Regions from separate parts of the Rattus norvegicus genome. Here region 1 is linked to region 2. A link is a contact called in public Hi-C data. All regions are on one chromosome and are shown on one strand. The core of a region is the stretch at or near the end of the contact, and the rest is flanking DNA. Distances in the headings are between cores, read along the strand shown.

Evidence for each region. A called contact is a pair of places that touch in the nucleus more often than the background predicts.
Region 1: a Hi-C map of liver shows a contact between it and region 2, with 2.8 times the contacts expected there. The contact joins the promoter of Lrp6 here to the enhancer-like site in region 2. A contact is called at or near these places in 3 of 12 Hi-C or Micro-C datasets (kidney, liver and psoas muscle).

What each region holds. Positions count from the first base shown.
Region 1 is chr4:169,129,989-169,134,768 of GRCr8, reverse strand. Lrp6 (LDL receptor related protein 6) reads left to right here and starts at 3,053. Exons shown (of 23, transcript NM_001401820.1): 1 at 3,053-3,393. The coding sequence starts at 3,339.
Region 2 is chr4:169,087,874-169,092,407 of GRCr8, reverse strand. The region is part of intron 2 of Lrp6 (LDL receptor related protein 6); the gene reads left to right. Among named protein-coding and RNA genes, the nearest start is that of Lrp6, 42 kb to the left of the region's middle. Within about 2 kb of position 2,332, at least 15 of the 93 cell types and tissues checked have an H3K27ac peak or open chromatin away from gene starts, as enhancers often do. A contact at or near this core is called in liver, where this site is marked.

The DNA of each region.
Region 1 (4,780 bases), core at 1,804-4,303, 42 kb before region 2:
AAAACAAAAGACCTATAGTATGGTATAACTCGCCCACTCAAATGGTTTTCTGTTTGCTAGGATGCGAGTCTTTACTACGCAGCCCAAACTGAACTGAACTCATGGTGTTCCCACCTCAGCCTCCCGCACAAGTGTCGAGATGACAGGCTGCCCACTAAGCTCAGCTTTTGAGATGCTTTCCTTTGTTCATTGTAGGTGGGGCTGGCCTTTGACTCCTGAGCTTCCCACATTTACCTTCTAAGTGCTCACACAGCCAGCCTCTGTCACACACACACCTGCTCGAAATGGTTTGCTGGCCTTTTCTTTTCTTAGTATAAAAGACTCTAGTTTTACTTGGACACCTGAAGTCCACCTCAGCGCCTCTCTCTTCGCAAACCCTTCTCTTTTGACGTCTTGCTTCCCCAAATCACCACCTCTTCACTCCTCAGGCCTGTTGTTGACTGTCTCTTTGACAGAGTTCACTGCCATATGCAAAATTCCTCAACATCCCCAAACTTAGCTTGGCTTACAGAGTTTTATATTAAGCCGGGTGAAGTGACAACTGTCTTGTCATCCAAACATTTGGAAGATGGAGGCAGGAGGATCAGGAGTTCAAGGTCATCCTTGGCTATACAGAGAATTGAACGTCATCCTGGGTTACATGAAAGTCGGCCTCAAAACCCCCAAATAAATGAACAAATGAATTAACAAATAAAATGAATAGACAACATTCTCTAGTGATAAACACAATTCCTCTGTAATGGTCCACCTTCTTTTCTTGACATTCTACAAAAGCCCCCATACTGTAGCAAGATGGAGCCACTTTTAAATCCCATTTGCACCTGCCCTGCTTCTACTTGGGATGCTTCGTGGCCTGGTCAGCTGAGCAGACTCTCAAAGGACATTTCAAGCCAGGGTTCTCCAGGTATTTTCCCAGTCTTTGAAGTATCTAGGCAGACTCAAGAGTGTCTACAGCTAGCAAGTGTAACATTTTAACTCAAGTGTTTCCAAGTCAGGTTTGTTAGCTGGAGTGTGAGGACGATGGTTTCATTGTTAAAACACCAACACAGCCCAGGGGACCGTGTCTAATGTGCAATTAAATGGCTGAGTGACAAATCAGTTTTACAATAAGAATTGCATCCTTGGTAGGCTTATATTACAGAGGTTCACTCCAGTATCTTTAGGAAATAAAAACACAATCTATTAAAGGACAGGGAAGAAAAGTACACCTCTGTCCCAACACCTACTTTTGTGTTATCATTTCTGGTATTTTCTCAAATATGTGATAGGTCTGTGCATATATATTACATCATCATAATTGAGGTTTTCAGTTACTCCCCTCAGTACACCTGCCACCACACCATATCCCCCCTCTGTTCTCCATTTTCACCACTTTTAAGCTTAACTGCCTGCGAACCTTTTGCGTTTGTTTACAAAAAAATCGTGTGTGTATCGGAGAGGGTGAGTATCACACAGCATGTATCATGTAAGTGGAGGCCAGAGGACCATTTGAAGGAGTGAGTTCTCTCCTTCCACGATGTGGGTCCTAGGGATTGAACTCAGGCTGTCAGGCTTGGTGACAAGTGCCTTTACCCACTGAGCTAACTTGTCAGCCTTCCCCGCAAACATCTCCCAACACTCTTGTACAATCCTCCAAGCTGGTTGCTTCAGGTTCTGTTACTCAGGACTCGAGTGGCCTTGATAAGTCACTGAGTGTCTCAAATTCTCATTTTCTTCATGTGTGCCAAGGGGATCACAGAACAGCCAGTCTTATCTCAGGTGAGCTCCGAGTGGCCCATCTGATAATGTGCTTGCAAGTCCTAGATGAGCCCCTACCCATTTGCCTTCAGAAAAGGTGTGTGAAGGCTGGACAGAAGGCAGCTAATGGTTTTCTTATGGTTAATTCTTGGAGCTGGCCAGCCTAAGGCAGAAGCTGGCCAGGTGAATGCAGAGGGCATCTGGGCCATTACTTGGGAATGCCCACTGCACTAGTAGTGGTAGAGGTTGTTGTGGGGGCTTTTCTTTTTTCTTTTCCTCAAACTTGTAAACCCACTGTCCAACAGCCATGTTTTATTTTCTCTTTGCTCTTAGGTACTGATGCCTTTATCTAAGGATTTTCTCTCTCAGTTTAGAAAGCTTTAGTTCTTGTCAGGTTAGTTCACAAAAAAAAATTGTATTTCTTGGAAGACAAGTTAAAAAAAATTCTGTTTTTTTCTTTAATTTTTTTCTTGCATGTAATGACGGATACAATTCAAGCATGTAATTTTTTTTTAAGGTATTAACCTCGATGTGTGCCTCTTCCCCCACCATTAGCTTCATTCTTTTCCCCCAGATAGTCACACTTTTATCTTTTTATCATCAATGTGTTAACTCATATATAAAAGCATTACTACACACACACACACACACACACACACCCTAGATCCGCATATGAGGGAATACTTGTCTGAGTAAACCTTATTTATGTGTATAAAAATCCTACAATCTTTGTCTATTCAAGTCTGGTCGTTTTCCCATGCGTGTGACTTTATGTGTATATGTAAAGCAGGCTCCACACTGAGAGAAAACATACTTTTTTTTTAAAAGTCTGAGTCCTGTTTATTTTACTCCCTATGATGATCCCCAATTCAACCCATTAGGGTTCTGCTCCGCGTTGGCTTCTGCACACCCTTCAACCTCGTCCGCGGCTTCGAGCGAGTGTAAGCCGCACTTGCACTTTGATTTTCCTACGTCCCGGACAGCCCGGAGCCCGCAGCTCCACCTGGCTCCGCGGCCGGGCGCACAAAGAGCGGCGCGGGCGGCGACGGGCCGGGACGCAGAAAGTAGTCCCGACCACGCCGGCCTCAGTGTCGGCCGACGTCGCCTCACGCCCTCCGCCGCCCCGGGAAAGAATCCCATCGGAATGCGCCTCGGGAAGACCTTTCCCCCTCAGCCTGGCGGGGCTCGCGAGGCCCACCTCGCGGGGGCTCCGCGGGGAGTCAGCGCGCGCGGCGGCCGCGGCTCCGGGGGTCTGGCCGCGGCGCGCTGAGGAGGAGGTCGGGCGCGCAGGGAGACGGCGGCGGCCCCGCGGCGGATCCCTGCGCCGCTGCGAGAGGAAGAGGCTGAATGAGGCGCCGCGCGGGGGACGTGGGGCGCCGCGGGAGGAGGCGGCGGCATGGGGGCAGGCGCTGGCGTCGCGCGAGCCCGGGCCGGAGCGGCGCGCTAGATCCCTGACGTGCGCCCTTTTCTTTCTTCTCCCGGCCGCGGAAAGCATGAGCGTGCAGACCCGCCGCTGCGGCGGCCGCCCCGGCTCCTCGCCCGCGCGTCCCCTGGCCGCCGGTCGCCGGTGAGGGCCGCGAGCGCGCGCGGTGGGGGGGAAGATGGGGGCCGTGCTGAGGAGCCTCCTGGCCTGCAGCTTCTGCGTGCTGCTGAGAGGTGAGGCGAGGCCGGGGAAAGTTGCCGGGGTCCGGGAAGGGGGAGGGGAGGTGGCGGGGACAGCGGCGGGGAGAGGCCTGGCGCTGGGGAGCCGCGCGAGGAAGGGGCCCGCGGTCGGGGGCCGCGCCCGGCCGCAGCGCACACCCCTGGCCGGCCCCGCGGCGCGGCCGGACAAAGCTGCGGGCCTTGGGGGGAACCCCTGACCCCCCGCACTCCATCGGAATGACTGACCGTGCCCCGCTGCCCTGCACTCCAGGGCAGAAAGGGTCTTTTGTAGTTCGCGTTTCAGCACCGTTGGTGTTGACCTCCCTCTCCCTCGAAGCCCTCACCTTTCCCGTGTCTCTTAGGTGAACTTTTTTCTTCTTCTTTAAACCCCACGATTTTTTTTCTCTCCTCTCCTCTCTAGGCCTTGTTAAAACTAACGATTGGCTTCTGTTTGGGGTAGAATGGTCCTGGGGGAGAGCACAGTTGGAAATTGACTCTAGGGTTATAGGTCGCGCTTTTCAGCATTGGGGAATCTTCTGAGCCTATAATAAAAATACAGACGTTGCCCTCGTAACCCTTGCTATTCAGGGCTCGCCCCCTGTTTTCGGAGTGTGCAAGTGTACAGTTGGCACCAAGTAGGGAAGTCATCCTTGTGTGGCGAGGAGCCTATCCTGGGAACTAAATTATCATTTGCTGGGCACCCCTGGGAACTGCTTGGCACTTTGGTAATAACAGAGAATGCCCTGGGTAATTTGCTATGGGAATCGCTTAAATGTAGTGGCTCTGGGGTGTTTGGAATTGGACGGCGAAGCTGAGACACACGTCCTGACTTTTGTTGTGTGACAGTTTGCAAAGGAGACCTTGTGGACCGGTCTTCGTCAGTTGATGAGAGATGGGGAGGTTTGTGTGGGGGTGCCGTTGAGTGTGTTACCCGTGCAAGAATTGAGGTGCTTGGTTGTCACTGTATCTTGTAGTTCGTTTTTTGTTAACTTCATTTGTGCCAGTTAATGGGACCTCTCTGGGATTCTTAGTTATTAATTTAACAGGCTAAATGTCTTAAGTCCTTCAGGAGTATGGAAGTTCCCAAAGTAGGATAGTAACCAACAATGGAAAAAAATTTTTCTAAAAATAAGCATATCCCGAATTGCTTAGTCCTACTTGTAAACACCAGAAATATAATTGCTGTCTAATTTCCACGGCAGAGAACTCAATATTATTAGATACTCAAGAGATTTAATAAGTATGTGTTTATTTTGTTACAGTAAACTCTATGCTGTGAGGTTATAATTGACACGTGACTGTGATTGACAGCTTCCTAAGGGTTAAAAATGTGGAACCAGTGGATTGATTTAGAGTTGGGAAAATCTAAATCGGTAACTTCAGATGGCTTCAGCGTCTGGAA
Region 2 (4,534 bases), core at 1,083-3,582:
TTGTGTTGGGTGTTTTGCCTGTGTGTGCAAAACATGTGCATATCTGCTGCCCAGTCTTGGTTTCTAGTGCCTATTGCCCTGGGACTGGGGCTACAGATGCTTGTGAGCCAGCATCTAAATGCTGAGAATTGAACCCAGGTCTTCTGAGGAACAGTGCTTTTAACTGATGAGCCATTTCTCCAGGTCTAAGAAATTAGTCTCTTACTTGACTTATTCAGAAATGGACAAATTTCTTAATTATTTAAAAAATTCATTTTTTTTTACAAACTTCTCCATACTTTTCATGTAGCCAAAGGTAGTTAACTAATACTAAAGCAGCACAGTGTCAAAGAGACTATAGTAAGTTGCATGTTTTGAGTGATCGAAACATTGCCATTTGACTGTATTTTCTATAAAGACAAAATTTAAAGAGCAGTTATTACACCAGCTTTATTAGCAAAGACAAACTAGAGTATATCAGATGAATTACAAACTAAAATCTCTCTCTATAAAGAATCAGCTACTAAAAAGTCTTAAAAGGTTACAGGAGAATTTCGGGATATTTTCTAACCCTAAATATTTTCAGTTAAATTTTAAGTGGTCTTCGTGAAGTTTTAAAGTTCCCATTCTCAGACATTCCAAGAAGTGGAAAGCTGATGTGTGGGCGGGTTTGTTTTGTGTGTTGATACACTATGTGGGCTTACAGAGCTTTTGGGCCACCTGAGGCTAGTGTTTTAAGTCAGCTGGTTAATGAGTCCAGCTCATTAATGTCACCATATAAGAACAGAGCATGATGGGTAGACAGGTGTTGAGAAGAATTACATTCTGCTTTACTGGTTAAACTTTGTCTCGATATATTAGAATTCTGTGGCAACTTTTTTCCTTCCAGCCTTTCTTTTCTTTTTTTTTAAAGATAGAGTCTTGCTTGTAAATACAGGTGTGGACCACCATATTTGTCTGCCTGTCTGGAACTAACTCAGTGTCTGTCTCTGTCTCTGTCTGTCTGTCATCTCCCTCTCTCTGTACACTTTCCTGTGTGTGTGTGTGTGTGTGTGTGTGTGTGTGTGTGTGTGTGTGTACACACATGTGCACATGTATTCATGTGCTGGTGTAGTCTCACCTTCCACATGTTGAGACAGGGTCTCTGGTTGTACACACCTGCATATACCTGGCTCCCAAGCTTCTAGTGGTTTTCCTGTCTCTGCCTCTCATTTCCTGGTTGGAATGTGCTAGGGTTACAGATATGTGCCCTGCTGAGTCTGGCTTTTATATGGGTACTGGGGTCTAAACCGAGATAGTTAGGCTCACCGAACAAGTGCTCTACCCACTGAGTCATCTTCCTAGCTTCTGTTTGATTGGATGGAATTTCACTCAGCCATAAAGAAAAATACAAATGTGATTTGAAGTAGATGTCTCTGGAATGATTCAGTGAGGTGACACAGACTCAGAAAGATAAAGAGCCACGTGGTCTGCGTCCTCTGTAGCTCTTAGCTTTTAATGTGTGTACATGCACATATGTGGCTGTGAGTGTGGGGTTGGAGTTGGGGGAGAAGATCAACAAAAACGAGTTCTGTATGAAAATGCCATAATGAAATGTAGTACTTTGTACTCTTAACAAAAATAATTAAAAAAGAGTACATTGGTTCCTGGCTCCAGCTCAGGCCAAAATGAAATGAGAATATCTGGGGGAAGAATCCAGGTCAGTGCTGCTTTTAGTAAGTTGCCAAGGATGGAAATTCCTGTGCAGGCGCATACTTGCTGTAGTTGCTGTTGTTTGTGTGTTCGGAGGCAGGGAGGAAAACATGCTAAAGAGAACTTGCTCATAAGAATTTTAGCTTTTAAATATCTAAGAACTAAGTGGCTCTCTCATAGCTGTATTGCAGCCTCCCCTCCTTATGGTTACGAATGTATGTATGGGTAAGGCTGACCGCCATGGTTTCTCTCAGTCCTGTTGTTTCCCTGACTATGGTGACCAAATAAGTATCACGTTAATGCTAGGTTGGCCTTTTCGTCTGCCTTTGCTCCCTTATCCGTTTTCATCAAGATATCATCTTGGTCCCTGCACAGCAAGGGAAGTCAGGCCACCATTGGCAGACTGATTGTGGGAAACTGTGTGACTTGAAAGTTCCCTTTGTTAGAAGCAGGAAGCTCTAAAGGGATTGTTGGGATGACTTTGGGTTTAAGAGAGTGTGTTAGCATTCATAGTTTTAATAAAAGAGAACCTTTTTTAGTTTAGTCACGAAAAGATTGTAGGTTAAACAAAGCTGTTGAGTTACTTGTAGAATTTCCTGAGCAGTAGAACTTGGGTTGGGCTCTCTTGGGAGCAGTGCTCAGAGCACACCCTGGTGGCTCCTGTGGGCAGCACTGTTAGCAGTATGCTGTCCTCTGTTGGCACTGACACACAGCCCTGGAACTCCTGTGGCTCCCTGCAGAAATCGGGTTAAAGAAGGACTAATCAGGGCGAGGGACCTGCAGCCTCCCTGGGAGCAAAGTGCTGTGGTGCTTTCTGCTGCTTCCTTCTCCTCTGCCTCGGCCTCCTCCTCTTACACTTCATTTTCCTTTCTGCTTTTGAAATAAAAACAATTCTGTTTGGCATAGGCTGGCCTGGAGTTTGCTGTTTGACCCAGGCTCACCTCCCAACTCCAGGTCCTTGAGCCTGAGCCTAAATGCAGATGTTTGCATCACAGTCACAAGTTGAGGTTCGTCTCTCTGATTGGCAGTGACCGATTCGGTTTGTGCACTGATTGCAGGGGAGGATTGGAAAGCAAATGTCTGGTGTTCTGTTTCTGTTCTTTCAAGATGTGGCTCTGCCTCATAAAGTGGAGGGTTAAGGACAGGGAAGTAGTTTAGCTGCTGGCTGGCTCCTCCCTGTCCAGTGTCAAGTATCTGTGACAGCATTTTGTGAGGGAGAAGGATGCCCCTGGGGTTCGGGCACAGTTTTGCTACAGTTTGAGTCTTGCTTGTGTTTTTTCCCCTGATATTGATTGAAAGGATGATTAAGAGATGATAGTGACTATAAAAGGAGATGACACAATTGAAACAAACAAACTTGTAAATAAGTCAGGTCTCAAAGAACAATCTACTTGGTCTCTTCATTTTATTAAGATATTAAGGAAAAAGTTAAAGCATGTCAGTATCTGGCTACTACTTACACAGGTTACAAAATCAAAGCTTAGACATCTTTAAAAAGTTCCCCAAGGTTAAATCAGTAGCAAGTCTGCCACATGATTAGGACACACATTACCTTTATTCATGGGAATTTAAGATCAGGATGGCGGAAATGTTGTTAGAGCCAGCCGTGGTAGATGACTTAAAGGAAACTGTTTTCTGAATATACCAAAGTCAGTTGCACATACAAACATGCAGGGGTTGTGACAGCTTGCATAAGATATGCTCCCCACACCCCCCACCCCCCGCCTCCCTCCATCAAAAAAACCAAAACAAAAAAACGCTCAAGCCGGACAGGTAGGCCCTCTGCTCTCCAGGGTTGATACCTGTTTAGCTTCTCAGTAGCTGCTCATGCATCTGTTTTAAATTGTGTGGAGCGACCAGCATGGGAGACGCTGCAACTCTTGGGTTATTAGTGTGCTCGCTGGCATTTTAAGTTAGGGTAGGATAGGATGGTATATGCTAAAATACGGAGGTAAGGAGCTGTATGATATCTTTTGGGAAGAACATTGAATCACTGTGTTTAGGACAGGGTCAGACAGAGACAAGGCCAGGGATACTGTCTAGCGTTTTTGGCTGAGCTGTGCCTCTGTCTTTGTGAAGGGAGTACCACAAGAAGTCACCAGCAAGAGGAAGACGTCTGTTACTCTTGCATGGGGTTTGAAGCAGGAGACAGTAGGAGATGGTTCTGGAAAGGTGGCCTCTATAATAGTGTCCCTCTTGTTCTGCCGACACTGCTACTGCTTCATTGCTCTCCCACACTTCCACACGGAAATCAGAGTGGATTCCTAAGTAATGTCTGTGGGTCTATTCTCTAAGTAGAATTAGCTGCTGTGGTCCTGTGTATAGAATGCAAATCGGCCAATGCATTAATGTCTTCCCAGTGTCTTAAGAACACGGGTTGGGGCTGGAGAGATGTCTCAGTGTGGATTCTCAGAAGCCCAGTAAGGCAGAAGCTGCCAAGTAGCCTAGTGTATGCAGCAGTGAAAAACAGACCCTGCTCCAAACCACATGGGCATCCATCCCTCTCTCCCCCGTTAAAAAAAAATCAAGTTTAGGCCTCTCTCTGAGTTCCTAGACCTAGTTAGTGATTTGACCACTTCTGTGTCCTTTTCTCAGCCTTCTGTTTAATGCTGTAGTAATAATAGAGTCTATGCTGTGGGGCTCCCGTGTACACATATTTGTTCCCCAGAGTGGACCTTCTTCCTGGAATGTTTTTTCCTTTGAGGCTCAACCCAGGTGCTGAGGCTCAACTGCCTTCTGAAATATATAAGGGAGAAGAGGTCTAGATCCAAAATAACATTAAAATCTTTACTGAAACTGTGGCATTTGATTGTAAATTAGCATATCAAATTGTAATGATATCCTGCCACAAACTCTCAAATTC